Regions from separate parts of the Rattus norvegicus genome. Here region 2 is linked to region 1. A link is a contact called in public Hi-C data. All regions are on one chromosome and are shown on one strand. Each heading gives the region's core, a stretch centred on a gene start, on an enhancer-like site or on the middle of the called end of the contact. The rest is flanking DNA. Distances are from core to core; before and after follow the strand shown. Region 1 has its middle 69 kb from the start of Ephb1. Region 2 overlaps Ky (kyphoscoliosis peptidase).

Region 1 (4,738 bases), core at 1,433-3,932:
GTCTGTGTGTGTGTGTGTGTGTCTGTGTGTGTGTGTGTGTGTGGTGTGTATCTCTGTGTGTGTGCGTGTATCTGTGTGTCTGTGTGGTGTGTGTATGCGTGTGTGTGTGTGTCTGTGTGTGTGTGCGTGTGTGTGTGTGTGGTATGTGGGTGTGTAACTTCTGTGAGTCAGGTCTGCCTACCTTGTTGTGCTCTTTCACTGTTCCTATCATGCTGCCGAGGTGATCCTCCTGTCTTTGCTTCCCATCTCACTGTAATCGTGCCGAGATTACAGACACAGCACCACAACACTCAGAGTTTTTTGTGGATTCATGGAACCGAGCCCAGTTCACTGGGCTTGCGAAGCGCTGCTTCTCCCTGCTCAGCCATCTCCCCAGCTCCAGTTTTGCTGTAGCCTTTTTTTTCCTTGTAAATCAATATTTGTTTTGCTCCTAACGTGCTGATTTGATTTAATATCTTCACCAGAGCTCACCCTGACGTCTCATTGCCATGGTGAAGTTAGGGAACTGGGCCTTTAAGAGACAGTTAGGTCACTGATGTCTTGCTTCTATCAACATATTAATCTCCTTATGTATTTCTGGAATCAGAGGTGACTTGATCATCTTGAGAGGGAGGTTGTTGCAGCAGCCAGTTTGGCTCAGATCCCTCCGTAACCACTTACCCTGTGACATCCTTCAGGGCTTTCAGAAAGAGCATGTTCATCGGATTTGGCCTCTCAGCCTGCAAAAGTATAAAAAGCAAATTTCTTTAAAAAAAAATGGCCTGGTCTAGGATATTCCATTACAGCAAACAAACTAAGGCACTTTGCACATGTAGGTATTAATCTATGTAGAAGTATTTGTATGTGTGCCCCTGCCCAATTGCATAAATTTTAGAGCTAGTCTGGGGGACAGGTAGTATCTTCCCCAGGGACCTCCCAATGTCATCCTGAGAGCCTTCTGGATGTTAGGACAGGCCCACCTAGCTCTCATTGAGAGATAGCAGGTGGGTACCAGTCCTGGGTTTTCAGATTATGAGAGAGAGAGAGAGAGAGAGAGAGAGAGAGAGAGAGAGAGAGAGAGTCAGAGAGAGACACAGAGAAACACAGACAGAGGCACACAGAGACACACAGAGAGACTGCACGTATGTGTTCATGAGTGCGCAGATGCACCTGTGAGGGCAGGTGAGCATTCACGTGGAGGTCAGAGGGTAACCTTGGGGAACCCATGCCACACTGGTTGTTTCAGTTCAGGTCTTATGCAGCTAAGAAGGCTGGTTAGTGAGCCCCTGAAATCTCCCTGTCTCTCTCTGCCTGCTGAGCTCTGGGATTGCACAGAGCATCTGATCACAACCTTTTGGCTTTTTTGTTTGGTTTTGTAAATGTGGTTTCTGGAGATCCAACTCAGGTGTATGTACTTCAAGGCAAGTCACTTTGCTCTGAGCCCGGTTACTGGATTTTTAATTAAAGCGACCTGTCGACTTTTACTCCTAAGCTTTAAAAGTTGGTTCGTAGGGATCATTGGTGAGGCAATAAGTAGTCAAGAAGTCAGTTCCCTGCCTTGGCCCACATCGTGACTCTGGTCAGCTGAGGCCCTGCAGCAGAAATGCAGATCAGGGAAGCTGCTGGGTTCTTGGCAGCTTCAAGTTCCAGCGGCTCCCTCCTGCAGGATTCCCCCTCCTTGGGCATTTGTGCAGATGACCAAAGGCTGAACTTTTGTTAGAAGGCTGTCCCAGGCCAAGACAGTCCTGGGGACTCAGAGGGGAAAGAGCCTCAGAGGGTGTAGCCACCAGTGCCCAGACTGTGTCCTCTGTGGCCCTGAAGGGCAGGAGTCTGAGGAAGGACAAGGGGGATTGCAAGAGTTAATGTGATAATATCTGTTGATTATTTTAAGATGTGCGAGGGAAAAATATATTATAAATAGCAAAGGCCACACCAGAGTCTAAGGGTAAGCTTGTTGGTGGCCTTTTCCTCTTCCTAAGATTTCTGATGTTTCAAAACAAGATTATTTTGGGAGCGCATCTATTTTAATTCAAAAGATTCTTCTGGAAACACGTTTCATGGCTAGAGAGCCTGTCTCCTTCTTGTTCTCCCCTGGCTTTTTCCACGGAAAGGCAGAGCTCTGGTTTCACACACCTCGTGCCGGCCTCGAGCCTTTCAAAACCTTTCCGGGCACCACCTGGCCACTGTGCACATTAGCGAAGGCCCAGCTTTGGGTCAGCCTCAGCATTTTAATCCCCCAGAATCCTCTTTGTTTACCACTTGACAGCTGGTTTCATTTTGGAACAAGGCCCTCTATAACTTGCAGCTTGATATAGATGAACTAACGTGCGCATGTGTGTATGTATGTACATGCAGCCAGAATATACCCTGATATTATTGGGCGAATGCTGCACTATAACCCCCGCCCCCACCCCACTTTCCCTCTCCTATTCTCATAACCCCAGATCAGGATGTACTGAAGCAATGGCAGAGAGTAAAAGCTTGAGCTAAATGCAAATACTGATTAATAAAGGACATTGAACATTTTTGGGGAAAGCTTAGGATCGGGACCACTGCTGGTCCTGCTCCTTGACAAAGCGGTATTTCTTCACCCACAGGACAGGGAGCTTCTCCACATCCACAGCCCGGCTACCAAGCCAGATGCTGAAGTCAGGCGGGCGGCTCAGATTCCTGTGTCTCCTATTGCTCTCACTGGGATTAGCACAGAGACCGGCCTGCTGGAGCAGTGGGCGGGAGTGGCCTTCTCCTCTTCCAGCCTGGCTGCGGTTATGTCTTTGCAAGCACTTGCTTTTTAAAAACTACTCTTGCTGTCTTGCAGACATGCCTTGCTCCTGCCTCTCCCTCCCTGCCCCTGTTTTTCTACTCTGCCTGCCAGCAGTTTGCACGCGCCAAGAGCAGTCTTCTACCAAGCTTTGAAGAAATAAAGGCATTGCCACCATATTGGTGAACCGGAGCAGCAAAAGGAGGGGCGGAAGGATCTGCGGCCTCTGGATGACAAAAAAGTCCCACTGAGTGAGAGAGAGGAAGAGCGTGAAAACCTCCTTTCCACCCTCAACAGGAGATTCGAGCTACCCTGTAATGAAGACGAATTAAGATTTAACAGTGCTAATGCTGTTGAATTATGGGTTTGATTAAAGTGGCTGATCATTTAGCAAACACGAGCCTTGGAGGCTCATTGTTTACGAGCTCAGCAAATGCAAACTGACTATTCTTCTCTCCCACGGATCTGGGTGACTTTGACAAGGCCTTGGCCAGTCAATGTCCCAAGTACATGGCTGCAATATTTTATGAGTCAGCCAGGGAGTACATGCTGGTGGACCGAAAAAAGGACAAAACCACATTTTAGATCGACAAAGATGAAATGAAATGTGCAGGCATGATGAAGGGGAGGGAGGGCTCTGAGAAGCTGTCAAGAAGCCGGAGGTTGTGATGTTTCACAGTTTCTTATGGACAGGCTTAGGGAACAACTTCAGTGCACCTCCGCTGTCCCTTAAGTGCTACAGTGTCTAAGAATTTTCTAAACTATTTTAGCAACAAAGCAAAACAAAAGGGAACTCAAAGACAAATACTGTCTGTGTGTGTGGTAAAGAAGAAACAAGTAATCCTGGCTACACAGGATACAAGGAAATAGAGAGGACTTCTGCTTGGGGGACACAGGGAGTCCATGGTCAGGTTGGGCAACTTGGCAAGACTCTGTAACAAAAGGGGTGGGGCTAGAGCTTAATGGTATTATGCTTACCTAAGATGGGCAGGGACCCCACTGTGTGGCTGCCACCCCCACCACAGCAAAACCATCGTGACAAAACCACAGTTGGATCACTAATGGTTAGAACCGTCAAAGTTGGGCGACAGAGGTTGCCTTCTGTTGAGCGTGTTGAAAAAATTCCACAATATAATTTTTTTTTTAAATCCACAACTTAAAACAGTTCCACAATGAAAATCAGGTAAAAGGGAGAGCCAATCATGAGACTCGGGATAGGACAGTATTTCAGAAGAAAAACATGAACCCCAGGAAACAGGCAAAGGTATAATTAAGTTTCTAGTGAGAGAGAGAGAGAGAGAGAGAGAGAGAGAGAGAGAGAGAGAGACCCACATGTTTATTAAGACCCAAAAACATCTTGAATCTTTTCAAAGTAATTAAGTGAAAGCAATTGGATTTTCAGTCCCCCTTTCCTAAAAAAAAAAAAGAACCAGTCATTTATACATATTTATTGGGTGCTACACGATATTTAATATTTGTATAGGTGGCTGGAGGTTTAAACATGTCTCCTCAAATGCCAATCATTTCTTTGTGGTAAAAACAACAACAAAACATTCAAAATCCCTTTCCCTTGGCTTTTTGAACATATGGTAGATATTTTCTGTCTAGAACTTTATCTCTCCTACGTAACTACAATTTGCTACCTGTTGAGGGGCTTCTCCCCATTTCTTCCTCTCCTCTCCTGGTCTCTGGTGACTACCATTCTCTCTTCAGTTGGAATGAGATCAACTAGTTTGGGTGATGCACATGAGTGAGATCAAGTCACACTTGTCTTCTCATGTCTGGCTTATTGGGCCCTGTCATTTTCTCAGTCGAGGAATGAAAACCAGAAGTTTCTAGAAAGGACCGTTGGCCCCTAGGTCTTCTGGTCAGTTGTTAAGAGTGCAGACAGGGACAACGTTTTGGAAAGCAAATTAGCAACGTGATTTCAACAAGCCAGAGTTTTTTCCTATCCAGGGAGCCAGGGATTCCACATCTAGAAATTTTGCCTAAGAAAAC
Region 2 (4,386 bases), core at 1,579-4,078, 85 kb before region 1:
ATGGCAAAACATGCTTCATTTTAGATCTTTCTTGTAGGGCGCCATCCTGTGGTGAACAACGGTACTACGCATGCGCAGGCTTTGCACCTGGCATCAGTTGGCCGGTAATATGCTAATGAGGGAGCAGCACCATGCTAATGAGGTAATTCATGCTCCGCCAATCCCTGAAGGACAATTAGCATAGCCTCAGCTGCTGTCTATATAAGGCGAGCACTCTTGCTGCTTGAGGTCTCCTGTCCCTCCCTGTTCAAGAGAGCTGTACAGTAAAGGCTTGTTCGCAGAAGAATCCTGTTGCCGCGCGTCGTTCTTGCTGGCGAGACGTTGGGCGCGTGATACTTTGTATTGGATATGTAGATAACTCATGTTTTTCAGACTAAGCCAAACAACAAACACAGGCATGCACTCTATTCCATCCAATGTAGCCACCAGTCTGGATAGAATACAGGGAACCCCCCCAACCTCCCACAGGCCCTGGAAAGTCAGTGACAGAAAAGAACAGGGGTTTGGGGTGTGAAACAGGATCCCATCAGTCTACTTCTCCTTCCCACTTTGGCAATACCTCAGTCAAGGTATCCCAACTCAGAGGGACAGAATGAATGCAAAAGATTACTCAAGGAAAAAACTCAATTTCTACTTGAAGGGTAAGAATGGGGACCCCTAATTGTCTCAGGGAGCTGGGACATCCTCTGCTGTGATTTTTTCTTTATTCTATATTTTCTGGACTCAGCCTAGTAGCAACTATGTAGGTAGCTGTGAGGTCAGGCATGTGTGTCATGTGTATTCTCCCTCTCTCCCTCCCTCCCTCCCTCCCTCCCTCCCTCCCTCCCTCCCTCCCTCCCTCATCTCTCCAACAGAGTGAAAAGACCAGAGTCCCAGCTTTTCTGGCCAGAGGAACAGGAAGTGGGTGACAAAGTGTAATTCCCTAAAGTTACAAATAAGTTCCCATGGTCACCTCTCAGTTGCACACCTCAGGTCTCACCCATGCACTATAGACGACAGTCTGAATACCGAACTCTGGGGGAAGGACAATGTCCTCATTCTGAGGTGGTCACTTCATGGTTCACGAATGGTGCAGCAAACCCCCCCCCCCCAAAAGGGCTACCACTCAGAACCACTCAGCAGAGTTCCTGGGAAGATCTCAGTTTGAGAAGAAAAGATACTAACCATGACAAGTCATAGTTACCCCAAAGATGATACAATAAAATGGCACATTAGCCATACTGTGAAACTAAAGGCCAACCATTTTGAAATAAATCAAAAGGGGTTGGGGATTTAGCTCAGTGGTAGAGCGCTTGCCTAGCAAGCGCAAGGCCCTGGGTTCGGTCCCCAGCTCCGAAAAAAAGAAAAGAAAAAAAAAAAGAAAAAATAAATCAAAAGATACTAAACTCAGCAAAGAAACAAGTGAAGATTTTAACCCTGAAACAGAGGATGGGCTGCAGCATTCTCCATTGCAAAGGAAAGAACCCGAGAACAGCAGCCAGGGTCCAATCTGGACAATGGGAAAATCCAACAATGCTTCAGGGATCACAGGGCCACATAGAAGTCCACTGTTCATGTCTCTGGCAAGAAGAAAATCATGTGGGCAGAAAAGTAGCTGAAGAAATAACAAACTACTCAAATTGGAGAAAAGACACACATGTCTGGACTCAAGTTTAGTGTGTCCAAAACATGATAAATAAAAGAAGGTCCAAGTCCAGACATTGACATAATCAGTCCACTGAGATACAATGTCCCCAAAAACTCTCAGGATAAGTGATATAATATGTATCAAGTAAGTTGCTACATATTTCCCATCAGAAACTGGGTGGGAAAGAGGTGGAATCTTTGAAAGGTTCTGAAAGGAATTAACTGTCTCTGTCCAATAAAAATTCCACACGAGAATGAAATAAAGACACTTTTCAGGTATAGCGAGACCAAGACAATTTGCTCAGTAACATGCCCACTCAGCAAAGGAAAATACCAGAGATAGAGAAATATAATAGTGAAGAAAAGTCAGCTTATCAAGGAGATAGGACAATGTCAAATATGTAGTCACCTGAACACATAGATTTAAGATATTTGAAATAAAACTTATAAAATTATAAAGAGGAATAGACACATATACAGTATAGTTAGAGCTATCAGTTCTCTTCTCTCAGAGATTGGAAGGATTAATAAAAAAAAAAAAAACTCCAGCAACTATGGAGAAGTATTAAATAGCGCTGTCAGCTGGCCTGGCTTCTGGGGTGCTATAGAGAGTGTCACCCAGTCCTGGAAGGTAGTGGGACACACATTCATGTCATGTGTTCAGAGTATTCACCATGACTTGCTGTGTGCGTTGGATACTCTGTAGTCCCCAAGTGCTTTGCTATGATACATGATGTTGTAGTGAACAGGATAAAGAAGACATCTTTAACACTTCCAATCAGTTCCTGTGAATGAATTCTTAAATACCAATGGAAGGGAATGAGGAGTTTGTAAGGCTTTTTTTTTTTTTTTTCAGTACTGGCCAACTTTCCTATGCATGCTTCCATTGGTTTATTATTTCACTAAAAGGGTCCGGGGTGGAGAGTGACTTTTTCTCTCACTCTTGCCCTGGTTGATTGCCCACATTTTGTCTCCAACAAGAGGAGATTTGTTTCACTTCTTGAATGTAGGCAGACCTTACAAGTTAGTACGGCACTTAGCATGGGGTAGAAGCCTTGTTGTTATTCAAGGCCTGAGTTTAGCCCTGGAAAGACTGTTGCAATGCTCACTTGCACTCTTGGCATCCCTGCCACAGTACCGTGTGGTGTGTGCACCAGATTATGGGTGAGAGACCACAGGGAGCAGAGCAGGGCTGCTCAGGTGAGGCTATCTGAAACCATCTGGTCTCCAGCCAGCCCACCAGCTGACAGCCAGCACGAGCCCAGCCAAGAGCCGAGATCAGCCGGGTATGGCGTGGACAGTGATCGTCCAGCAGACCTGCAGGCTTGGAAGCTCACGATGCCACTAGCAGCTGAGTCCTGAGGTGGTGGATAACACAAACATGCCTGCTAAGCTCACTGGCACCTGCTTTCATAAATCCTTTACATTTTTATTAGTGAAGAGTGCATTATTGTTTGTTTTATGTATTTAAAATTTAGTGTAGTTTTTTAATATTTTATTTGCTCTTAATTTGTATTGACTATTATTATTATTTACTGATTTATTTATTTTATTTATATGAGTACATTGTCTCTGTCTTCAGACACACCAGAAGAGGGCATCTGATCCCATTACAGATGGTTGTGAGCCACCATGTGGTTGCTGGGAATTGAGCTCAGGACCCCTGGAAGAGCAGTCAGTGCTCTTAACTGCTGAGCCATCTCTCTAGACCTATTTACTGATTTATTATGTTTCCCTTGATGGTTTTATAAGAAAGAGTTCCTTTTTATTAATCCTTTGTTAAAATATACTGCGATTATTTTCTTTTGGAAAATAATTTGATTTTCTTATAAAATTTTAAAACTTGATTTGCATGCTAACCAGACCAGAGATAGAGTCTGTTCTCTCCAGACCAAAAGGCTTAACATACATTTTAAATATTTAATTAACTAATCAATTAGTTAGTATGTGTGTGTGTGTGTGTGTGTGTGTGTGTGTGTGTGTGTGTGTGGGTATATGTGTATTGTGTATGCGGTTCAAACATAAGGTGATCTCTTTCACCCTTCGCCTATTTCTTTGAGGCAGGGTCTTTCCCTGAAACTGAGGCTTGTGTTTCAGCTAACCCAGAAGCCAGCATTTCTCAAGAGCCTCCAGTCTCTGCCAGCCTCTGAGCTGGGTGAAAGACATTTGAGAGGATGTCTGCCCTGTCATGTGGGTGCTGAGATCTGAACCCTAATCCTCATGATTGTGGAGCAAACGCTCTTAGCCTCTGAGCCATTTCTCTAGCCCAACACTTACCTGTGGAATAGAGAATCTAGCAATCCACTGCCAGGGACACCGGCCTGGTGATCCTGGGATGAAGACGCTGAGGATATCAGAATTCAGGGTGTGAGTTCATTCTTGTCAGAAGATCGGACACCACCGTCATCCAAGCATAGTCCCTCTGCGGCCCTGGTTAACTTGGCCTCTTCACTTTCTTGTTCATCTCTTTCTGAGGTGTTTCCCAAAGTGGTGGGTGGCCATAAGACGCTTTGTGAAAGACGAACTGTGAGAGGTTCCCCTGCGCGTTCTTTCTATTCTGGGTTGCAACCCACAATGCAAATGGGTCTGTCCGACCCAGTGCAACTGTTGTTGATTGGCTGGGCTGAGCCGACGTAGCCTTAAAGGAGCTGTGACGGTGAGCAGCTCGTGGGCCTAGGGCTGCAGGGAACCTCTCGGCCACATTTCTCTTATTTAGGTGCATCCAGCCGCCAGCCTCCAACCATGCATCTTGTAAAGAGT

The links. Hi-C and Micro-C count contacts between places; a contact is called where the count stands out from the background.
Region 2: a Hi-C map of psoas muscle shows a contact between it and region 1, with 2.8 times the contacts expected there. The contact joins two enhancer-like sites. A contact is called at or near these places in 2 of 12 Hi-C or Micro-C datasets (frontal cortex and psoas muscle).

What each region holds. Positions count from the first base shown.
Region 1 is chr8:111,890,840-111,895,577 of GRCr8, reverse strand. No RefSeq gene overlaps it. Among named protein-coding and RNA genes, the nearest start is that of Ephb1, 69 kb to the right of the region's middle. Within about 2 kb of position 2,682, at least 3 of the 93 cell types and tissues checked have an H3K27ac peak or open chromatin away from gene starts, as enhancers often do.
Region 2 is chr8:111,976,828-111,981,213 of GRCr8, reverse strand. All of the region lies in intron 3 of Ky (kyphoscoliosis peptidase), which reads right to left. Among named protein-coding and RNA genes, the nearest start is that of Ky, 13 kb to the right of the region's middle. Within about 2 kb of position 2,828, at least 1 of the 93 cell types and tissues checked has an H3K27ac peak or open chromatin away from gene starts, as enhancers often do.